Linked DNA regions of Mus musculus: region 1 is linked to region 2. A link is a contact called in public Hi-C data. All regions are on one chromosome and are shown on one strand. The core of a region is the stretch at or near the end of the contact, and the rest is flanking DNA. Distances in the headings are between cores, read along the strand shown. Region 1 has its middle 120 kb from the start of Gm39952. Region 2 overlaps Dtd1 (D-tyrosyl-tRNA deacylase 1).

What was found. A called contact is a pair of places that touch in the nucleus more often than the background predicts.
Region 1: a Hi-C map of uterus shows a contact between it and region 2, with 15 times the contacts expected there. The contact joins two enhancer-like sites. A contact is called at or near these places in 5 of 484 Hi-C or Micro-C datasets (all in uterus).

Annotation. Positions count from the first base shown.
Region 1 is chr2:144,947,980-144,952,554 of GRCm38.p6, forward strand. No RefSeq gene overlaps it. Among named protein-coding and RNA genes, the nearest start is that of Gm39952, 120 kb to the left of the region's middle. Within about 2 kb of position 1,447, at least 2 of the 459 cell types and tissues checked have an H3K27ac peak or open chromatin away from gene starts, as enhancers often do. A contact at or near this core is called in uterus, where this site is marked.
Region 2 is chr2:144,631,980-144,636,543 of GRCm38.p6, forward strand. Dtd1 (D-tyrosyl-tRNA deacylase 1) reads left to right here. Exons shown (of 6, transcript NM_025314.3): 4 at 3,779-3,885. Among named protein-coding and RNA genes, the nearest start is that of Dtd1, 34 kb to the left of the region's middle. Within about 2 kb of position 3,007, at least 13 of the 459 cell types and tissues checked have an H3K27ac peak or open chromatin away from gene starts, as enhancers often do. A contact at or near this core is called in uterus, where this site is marked.

The DNA.
Region 1 (4,575 bases), core at 197-2,696, 310 kb after region 2:
AGTGGATACTCTTAGGCCCTGGTCTCAGAACTCTCAAAATATCACTTAGGGTACACTCTTCTGGAGAAATCAGACATTAAGGCTAGCCTACACTTAAGGGATGAGACTCAGATCTCATTTCCTGAAAAGAGAAATATTGAAACATTTAATCTACTTCAACACAGCAATATACAGATACAAGGACTTGAGCAATCTTTTAAGACTTAGAAATGTCTAGGTGAATATATTTAAATAACTTGGGCTGCCATGGGATAATTTCAAGGGCAGGGAGGATGAAGGTCTACACTTCATTCCATTATTAATCAGAACACCTTTTAGAGCTTTATCTTCAGATATTAAAAAAGCCAAACAAACCTAAGAGACCCAAGTTTATAGGGTGTGGGCTTCACATTTATTGCAAACAAATGTATGATAAGCAAGTGGCACCTCAAGTCACGCGAGGCCGGCATAGGTGACTGCAGAAGAAGACACAGTGGTGAGCTTAATCTGACTTTATAGGAAGACTTATTTATTTGTAGATGGCCTGGGAGCATGGGCAGATGCCTGTTTTGTGTTGCTATAACAGAATAGCATAGACTGGATAATTGATAAAAGAAAATTAATTTGGCTCCCAGTTCAAGTTTGATGAAAGTCCAAGTTTGGCCAACTATATCTGCTTGCTTTCTGTTGAGTGTTTTGTGGGTAAGCACATAGGTTGGGAAAAAAAAGCAAAGGGGCTTAAGTCATACACTGGTTAACTCATTCCTTTAAGGCATTGGTCAGTGTATAACTTCCTGACCTAAACTCTGCTTAATACATCCCACCTCCCAATCTTGCCAGACTGAAGAATTAAACTACCACATGAGTTTTCATGGGGAAAAAAAATATCATATTCCAGTCAGGGCCACAGAGCTAGATAGAAGTCAAGGGGTGGGGGAAAGCTGTCTTTCCAAACAAAACAACCCCAGTGGACAGGCAAACCCACAGTTGAGACCTTTGTTGATGTTTTCATTATTTTGACGCTCCTCACTATCTCATTAGCTTAGCTTTCTGCTTGGAACTGGTCTGCAGGCACACCATCAGTAGCACTTGTCTCTCTCATCTGCCCTCTGAAATATCATGACCTGAAACGATGCTCTCAGGAAAAGCCCAAGGATATTAGCTTCCTGTGGTGTTCATAATCATTCCCCTATTTCACTGGGAACTCACCACGGCTAGCACTGGGCTTTCCCCACTCTTTTATCCTTCTTCTTGCTGTATTTATATATAGGAAACCCAGCTAGCTTCAGACAAGAGGTGAAGGACTTGGAAAGCTCCATATTGTCCTGTTGATCATTTCCTTGGAAAGTCCCCAAGCAGCTCTGAAGCCAGGGCTTTGAAGATTTTTGTTCCTAAAAGGGAGAGGACGTCTCTTTTTCTCTGACGGATTGCTGGCCATGCTGGAAGGGGGAGAGGTGATTCACTGTGGAGGTCAGGATGGGCAGGGTGGGAGGAAGCCTTGGCTGCCTGTGTGCTTGAGGAACAGCTCCAAGGCTGGGCTTGTCCTGCTCCTTGCCTCCTTTTAGTCACAGGGGTCACTAAGTTAGGGCACATGGCCCCAACTTTCTCCCCTAAAAAATTGTATGAAGAATTGTCAGGGACAGTCCAGGTCCAAAATGTGTCTTAAATTTGTCAGAATTCAATTTCCATTTTTAGATATTCTCCACATATGTATATTTTATGTGTCTGAAGGAGGACTGGGAATTAAATAACTCTTAAGATTGTTGGCTGGCTGACTGCAGGCTCTTGGCTCTTCAATGTTAATATCGGGGGTGGGGGGAATGCAAAAGTGGTAACCAGTCTCTGGGATGACAGTCTTCAGCCAGTTTCTTCCATCTCCCTGCAGTTAGTGACTTGTTTCTCTTTTAAGAATGACCAAATCAAAGGTTTGAGTAGCTCAGTAGTAGACTACTCAGTGTGTACAAGGCCCTGACTGCAACCTCCCAAAATGATCAAGTTGATAGCTTGATTTGGGGTGTGTGTGTGTGTGTATTCTCTGATGGAGGCTCAGGGCTAAGAATAATGGCCATTTCTGTCTTGACAGGAAATTCTTAGATCTTGAGTCTATCTTGAGCCCAAGACTGGAGACTTAGGATGCAGGAGGTTTTCTGGGTGGTGAACCTTGCAGGCAGTGATGAACAGGCAAGGTAAGAGAATGGCATAAAAAATCCATTGTTAGGGGCAGGGCTTTACTTTGCTAGGATTTCTGAGAAGCACAGAGAATGACCCTGAAAGATGGGACTCTGACTTACTTACCACTTGGCCCCTATTCCCCTATTGTTTGTGGTCATCTCAGGTAGGGTGCTAACCTCCTGGCTACTTGGCTGCTCTTGGCTTTGAAGGGTCCTGCATTGCTGTAGATGGTCCTTCAGGAAAGCGAAGCTCAGGTGGTATTCACTTGAGGTGAGAATTGTCAGTGAGGGAGTTTGCGCTCAAGAGCCTGTCCATCAGGCTGGCTAGACCAGAGATTGACTGAGCAAATCTAACTATGTAGAACTTCTTCCTTTCAAACACTGTTTTGAACCATAAGAAGTAAAGGTTCCCAGCTTAAGTACCAAGATTGCCCAATTTATACAGTGTTTGGGATAGAATTGTAATCAGAACACTCATATCTGTTTGTCTCAATAGACTCTAATTTGACCATATTTAGATATTCTGAAACCAGAAAGTTGTTCAAGTCTATTATCCAAATAAGAGATATTTCAGATCATCCCTGTTCTTTCACTCATCTTTCCCTTTTCCATCTCTCTCTTTAACCTTCCTCTTCTTCTGCTTTTTAGTTTTTACTTTATCCATTTCTTTTTTCTCCAACCCAGTTTTTCAAATTATTGCTTATTCAGCATCCAAAAATATAGATAATTTCAAGATGTCCTTTAGTTATTATTTTTTAGTTAATTTCCACTGTTAGAGTTTATATTTTATAGGGCATAGAATTTATATGAATTGAATTATTTTACATTTTCTTGTTTATACCAAGAAACATCCTTTTTGGTAAATAGTTCATGAATTCATGTAAATAATATATATTTTGTTACTTTTGGAGGTTCTACAGATTTCGGTTAGGTTAGTTAGAATTAGGTTAGTTTCACCTGCATGCTCTCCATATTTTTCATATCCTCAAGTACCCTACTACCTTACTTGTGTTTATTATTGTGGCAGAAATGTTAATTTCTCCATGTGTAATCGGGATTGATCTAGTCTACTGAATCTTTTGTTTTTGGTGTGATTTTGAGTTCTTAGGTAAACATATATTTAGAATTGTTATGTCTTAGGGAATTTTTCTTGTTGTCATGTAACAATCCTCTTGCTCCTTGCTTGACAATAGTTCCATTTCTCATCTAACAGTGATATAACAGCTTCAGTGTTCAATGTTATGGCTAGTGTTTTTCTTTGTTCTAGGATTTTTTTTGTTGGATCTTTAAGAGTGTTTTGTGTGTCTTGATTATCTTCACTCTCCTCCCTCAACACTTTCCAGATCCACCCTTCTTCCTTACCCACCCAATTTTGTGTCCTTTAAAAAATTCAACTCTTCAAGACCAATTTGTATCACTCAGATATTCTCAGATGTGTGCTCCTCCACTGGAGCACAGTCAACTCATCAAAGGCTATGTTCTTAGGAAAAAAACTGTCTCTTCCTCTTCCAGCAACTGCAGAGATAGGGATAAGATTATGTGCCCAACTCCCCTCTTCATGCTAAGATTTTGGCTGCCAAAGGTTTTGTGCATGCTGTTGCAACCACTGTGAATTCATATGTGCAGATGTCTTGCTCTATCCTGAATAGTTCATTTTAGTCATCTACTGCCTTTGGCTTCTATAAGAATCCCTGAGCCTTGAGAGTGGGATGCTATACAAATATACATACATACATACATACATACATACATACATACATATGTACTGCTTTCAGGGCTAAGCATTTGAAGCCTCAATCTCCGTACCATAGCTAATTACAGGTTTCTGTGTTAATCACCATACTTTAAATAGGAGCATTTCAGATGTAGGTAGAAAGAAGCATTAATTTATGGATATAATGACAACTCATTAGGAATCAGTTTAATACTGCTTCCTTTTAGCAACATAGTAGTAGTAGGTTCTCCCCTAGGTCCTTTGAGCTGTCTAACTATAGGTTCTTGAGCCCAATAATAGTGCCAGGTGTAGTGCTCCATTTTATGGAACATGACTGAAATACAATAAGAAAGTGGTTGGTTACTGCTATGATATTCATGCCATTATTGCACAAGTGGGCTTGTCTTAATAGGCCAGTCATTACTGTAGCTCACAGAGTTCATGGCTGGGCATTATTGATGATCAGTTTTCTCCTCCACTACCTTGCATAACAACTTCTAGTAGCATAATAGAAATGGGTTCTCTCCTGGGTCTCAGACCTGTCTATTGGTCCTCCTCCTTGTCTAGCCATAGGTTATCTCCCTTTTACTGCTCCTTTTGAGGGGATTTATTTTGAAGTTATAATGATTCCATTGTATCTCTTTTTTTAAATTAGGTATTTTCTTCATTTACATTTCCAATGCTATCCCAAAAGTCCCTAATACCCTCCCC
Region 2 (4,564 bases), core at 1,757-4,256:
GGGCAAGCGCCCAGCGCCCAGCCCCAAAAACGAAAGCCCCTTCAATAATCTTTAGGAGCCAGAGCTCCGGCGCGCGCGCTCTATTGTTTACATCTTTAGGCAGCGAGCGAGCGCAGGGCGCGCAGAGCCAGAGAGATGCCAGCGAGAGAGAATGGCGGAAAACCCCGTCCCCTTTAAGGAGGAGTTATTCTTCGCTTAGGACGCATCACTCCCTGATTGGCTGCAGCCCATGGCCGAGCTGACGTTCACGGGAAAGGTAGAGTACAAGTAGTCATGAAATACCCTTGGCTCATGCGCAGATTATTTGTTTACCACTTAGAACACAGGATGTCAGCGCCATCTTGTGACGGCGAATGTGGGGGCGGCTCCCAACACTGTTTGACTTCTGGTCTACCTTTGAGCCTCTGAGGCTCCTCCTGTGGGGCATCCTATGTCTCCTAAAGTTCTGACCTGGATGAGAACCTTGCTGTGAAGCCCCTCTGAGGCCACCGTGTTCCCGAGGGGAAAGATATCTCTATGCTGTTTCCTATACTGCAGCCAACCATGTTCACCAATCCAGCAGAAGTTCTGCTCTGAGGTTAAAGGACTGTCTGACTAGAGTACACATCTCATCATATATCTAAGATACAAGAGGAAATCAACTTCACTGTCAGCAATGTGGACATGCACAGACTTTAAATGTAACCCCCTACCTTACTCATAGCCAGGAGAGACAAAGACTAAAAATACATCATATTCAAGTTCAAAGAAATGGAATGCTAAGCTCAGAAGATCCTGGCTGGTTTCCTAGCCAGTTGCTCTCAGCAGAGGAGTGTCCTTGGCCAGTCTGAGATGGGTTCACTTAGCAGCCATGGCCAACATATTTGCATACCTGTATTACAAAGTTGTCCTTGTAGGTCCATCAGGACCTCAAACACTGCAGCCATCCCACATAGGTTCTGTGTGTCCCCTTTACGGGACGAGGTGGACTTCTACTTCCTGTGAGGTTATCTAGGCAGAGAGTTGTTAGGTACTGCAGATCACAAAGATATCTGAGCCATGTCCTATGATCAGAGGCATTGCCTAGAATCTCTGTGTTAGACGAGATGAGTTTCCTTAATTGCTATGAATCTATGATCTTGGCACCTAAGCTCAGTTAGAATATCTGCCAGCTGAGGTGACTTTTGGCCCTACTTATTTACCAGCCAAATGGTTGTTTACTATAGAGCCATATTTTTGGCTCTATGGTTTGTGTTTGAGGGTAGCCCCTTCCTATAACTAGACATTTTTGATCTTGGGCTGCAGGTATATCCCCTTCTCTAGTAAGCCTTGCTATGACATCCTGGACCTGGGCTGCCTCAGTGCACAGAATTAGCACAGCTAAGCAGAACACTTTCAGAAGGGGAGCCTGGGCCTGGGAGAATCACTAATGGTCTAGGGTTTGCCTCTCTTGATCCCTTCAAGGCTTCCAGTATAGAATAGAGATCTATACTCAGGTCTGGCTGTTCACACTCTGAGAAGCTCAGTTACCCATACTGTCCCCATGTGTTGACAAGCAGCTGTCTTCCCAGGAAAGTCTGAGGAGGTGTCTTTCCTGGAGAGTCTGGTTTCTGCTGCAGGATCCTAGAGCCCTTGCCACTGGCAGTCAGTTTGTCTGGAGCCAGGCATCCATTGCTGTGTTGCAGTCGTTGACCCAGTGTGTTGCTCTGGTGAGGCCATGTCCTCTGAGGAGGTGGTGATGCTGGGATACACTGCTGTTTCCATGGAAGCAGGCTCTGCACATGAGGCTAGAGCTGCTACATATGCCAGAAGCTTGCCAGTGCCAACCCCATGAGTATCCTTCCCAGTCCTGGGATTCAAAGCCCTGCAGCTTAGACAGTGACCATAGCCTTTCCATGGCCTGGTGCTTGTGCACCCTGTGTTGGAGTTTCCACGAGCAACTCCTCCTTGGGCTCTGCTTGGGCTCTGAACAGGTCAAGAGTGGAACAGGAAAGAAGTCTGGGTGGTGAGAACACTTCCTGGGTGGAAGGGAACTGCCTATAGGAGATGGGCTTGGTTCAAGCTAGCCCAAGGCTCTTGTCTAGTGCCATGTCCCCTAACATTGGGCCACATCCCAGTGGGTCATGGCAGTGCTCTGGATGGTAGAAACAACAGCACATGCCTCTTGGTCACTCCATTTTTCCTTTGATAACATTTGTTGTTGTTGTGTTTCCTGGTCAGTTGTCTGGGCTGTCCCTCAGACTGACCATATACTCTGATGGCCAATGGTAGGTACGTTAGTAACAGGGACCAAAGCTTTTTACACATTCATTGCAATCATGATGACTGGCCCCAGACTGGCGGGGTGGACCTTCTTGGTATGTGGTGAGAGTCAGTTGAGCATTGTCTAGAGAGGCAGGGACAGCAGCCTCAGGTCAGTAGTGATTCCTGATGTGTGGTTCACCTTCCAGCCTGATTAGGAGGGGGCCTCAAACAGCAGCTGCCCGAGACCAGTGTGTAGATGCTGGGCCCCAGCCAGGGGTTTTTGTGTCTGAAACATGTGGCACAAACATGTTTGACACGTGCTTGTCCTGCAGCCCTGGGTGGAACCCTGAGACTTATAGTTAAGAACAACTCGATTATATCACCACATGAAACCAGATGTAATTTTGTAGATATGTTCTTGTCTTTTATTTTTAAAAGTGTATTTATTTTCCCTGGCCAGTGTAATTTTTCTTGGGGACTTCACCCTTTGATCTGGACTGGAAAAAAATGTTACCATTTTAAGACCTCTTAAAACCTGTCTTTGGATTTATTGTGTGTACAAATGGAAATTCAGATAATAGTTCTGTTCCCAACTGAAGAAAAACAGGAAAAGAAAAATAATTTCTCACTACTTGGAATGAGAACCACAGTGAAGCATGTGCCGTATATCCTGCCAACAGAAATTCAAGGTTGAAAATAATTCTCTTCCTCCTGAGTCTGCCTGCAGCTTCCCTGAGGAGCGTAGATGGTGAAATTTGCTACTAATTGTAGCCATAATTTTAGCATGCAATTAAACACATGATTTCCTTCCCAGCTGATGTCTTTTTAGCTAGTGTGACACAGATAAAACAAAGGCTCTGTTGATTTGAATGGCCACTTTAATCATAAGAGATCACAGAAAGCCACCATTATTTGGGCACACTTGGTTCCCCACTGGGAACCAGATTATCTTGCCTATAAAAGATGGCAGACAGTTTGGGTGCTTTTAATACCATCTCTGGTGTTACTGTCTGTGCACTGAGGAAAACCAATGCTAGTGTGTGTGTGTGTGTGTGTGTGTGTGTGTGTGTGTCTGTCTGTCTGTCTTTTTAAATCCTTGTGGAATTAAGGAGGAAGTGAACGGACTGGGAAGAATCAGAATGGAAAGCTGATGTGGTGGAAGTCATGGCTCCTGGAGAAAGATTCTGTACTGGAGTCATAAAGCTGCCTTAAACCCAGAAGGCCAACGAATGGGGATTGATATGAGAGCCTTTAATGGGCATGAGGCCAAGATGGTATCGCTCAGTGGCTGTGCTAGTGTGCCTTCCTGCCACACACATGGCATTCTGTGTTACCAGGTCTTTTTTTGCCAGTTCTCTTGGTCAGCCTGTAATGTTTGTGCTGTTTAGCTGCCTCCCCTTCCTAAGTCCTTCATGGGGATGGCCATTTGTCCTGTGTTGTCTGGCAGGCCCCACTGCCCAGGTTTTTATATTTTTATTACATTGTTGTCCATGTGGTCTTTGGCCAGGTAAACCTGGGGTCTCCAACTCTTGAATTTGTTTGATTGTTTTTTCAGATGGCAAGTTTGGTGCCTACATGCAGGTGCACATTCAGAACGATGGGCCTGTGACTATAGAGCTGGAGTCCCCTGCTCCTGGAGCTGCTAGCTCTGACCCAAAGCAGGTAAGCCTAGAACCTGGAGCCTGCCAGTCTGGAGGGTATAGATAGGTAATGTGCCTTGACCTAATCATTGTCTCTGGGGAAGTCCTCATCCTGAGGTGGAGGAAACCCTTCATGGCTGCAGCCTCACGTCTATCTTACTTTCTCTCTTCTCAAGAACTCCTGAGCATGTCTCTGCTCCACCGTGTAGACAAAGTGTTCTTAGAAGCGTCTGTTCTTCTAGTTCTTGGGCTAGGTGTCATGTCACCCAGTTGCCACTGGGTGGCAGCAGAGCAGCGACCCTGGCTAGTGTACCCAGTGAGAGTGGTTACCTGGATTGGATTTTGTCCAAGGTGTGGGTGGTAGATGAGCCACTCAAGATTCTTTATAAGTCTTCATTTTTCTAAAGCAACATCTGACCTGGATTTACTGCCAACTCTATAAGCATTCAGGAAGAATGTAATTAAAACAGAGAAAAGGGATGTGTAATAGTCTTGCAAACTTATGCTGTCCCATTGTGTTTAGCATATATAAAAGCTTTAATTAATCCACTTGATAGAGACATGAGGCATGGCAGGCTGTGGAACTAGGCCTGTTCCTGCTCTTCCTTCCTAGCATCGTCCCCTTCCTAGGATGCTGCAAAGTGGAACGATGAGCTCACGTGGGGGATGCAGGATATAAACAAGGCTGAGTGCTGGTGTGG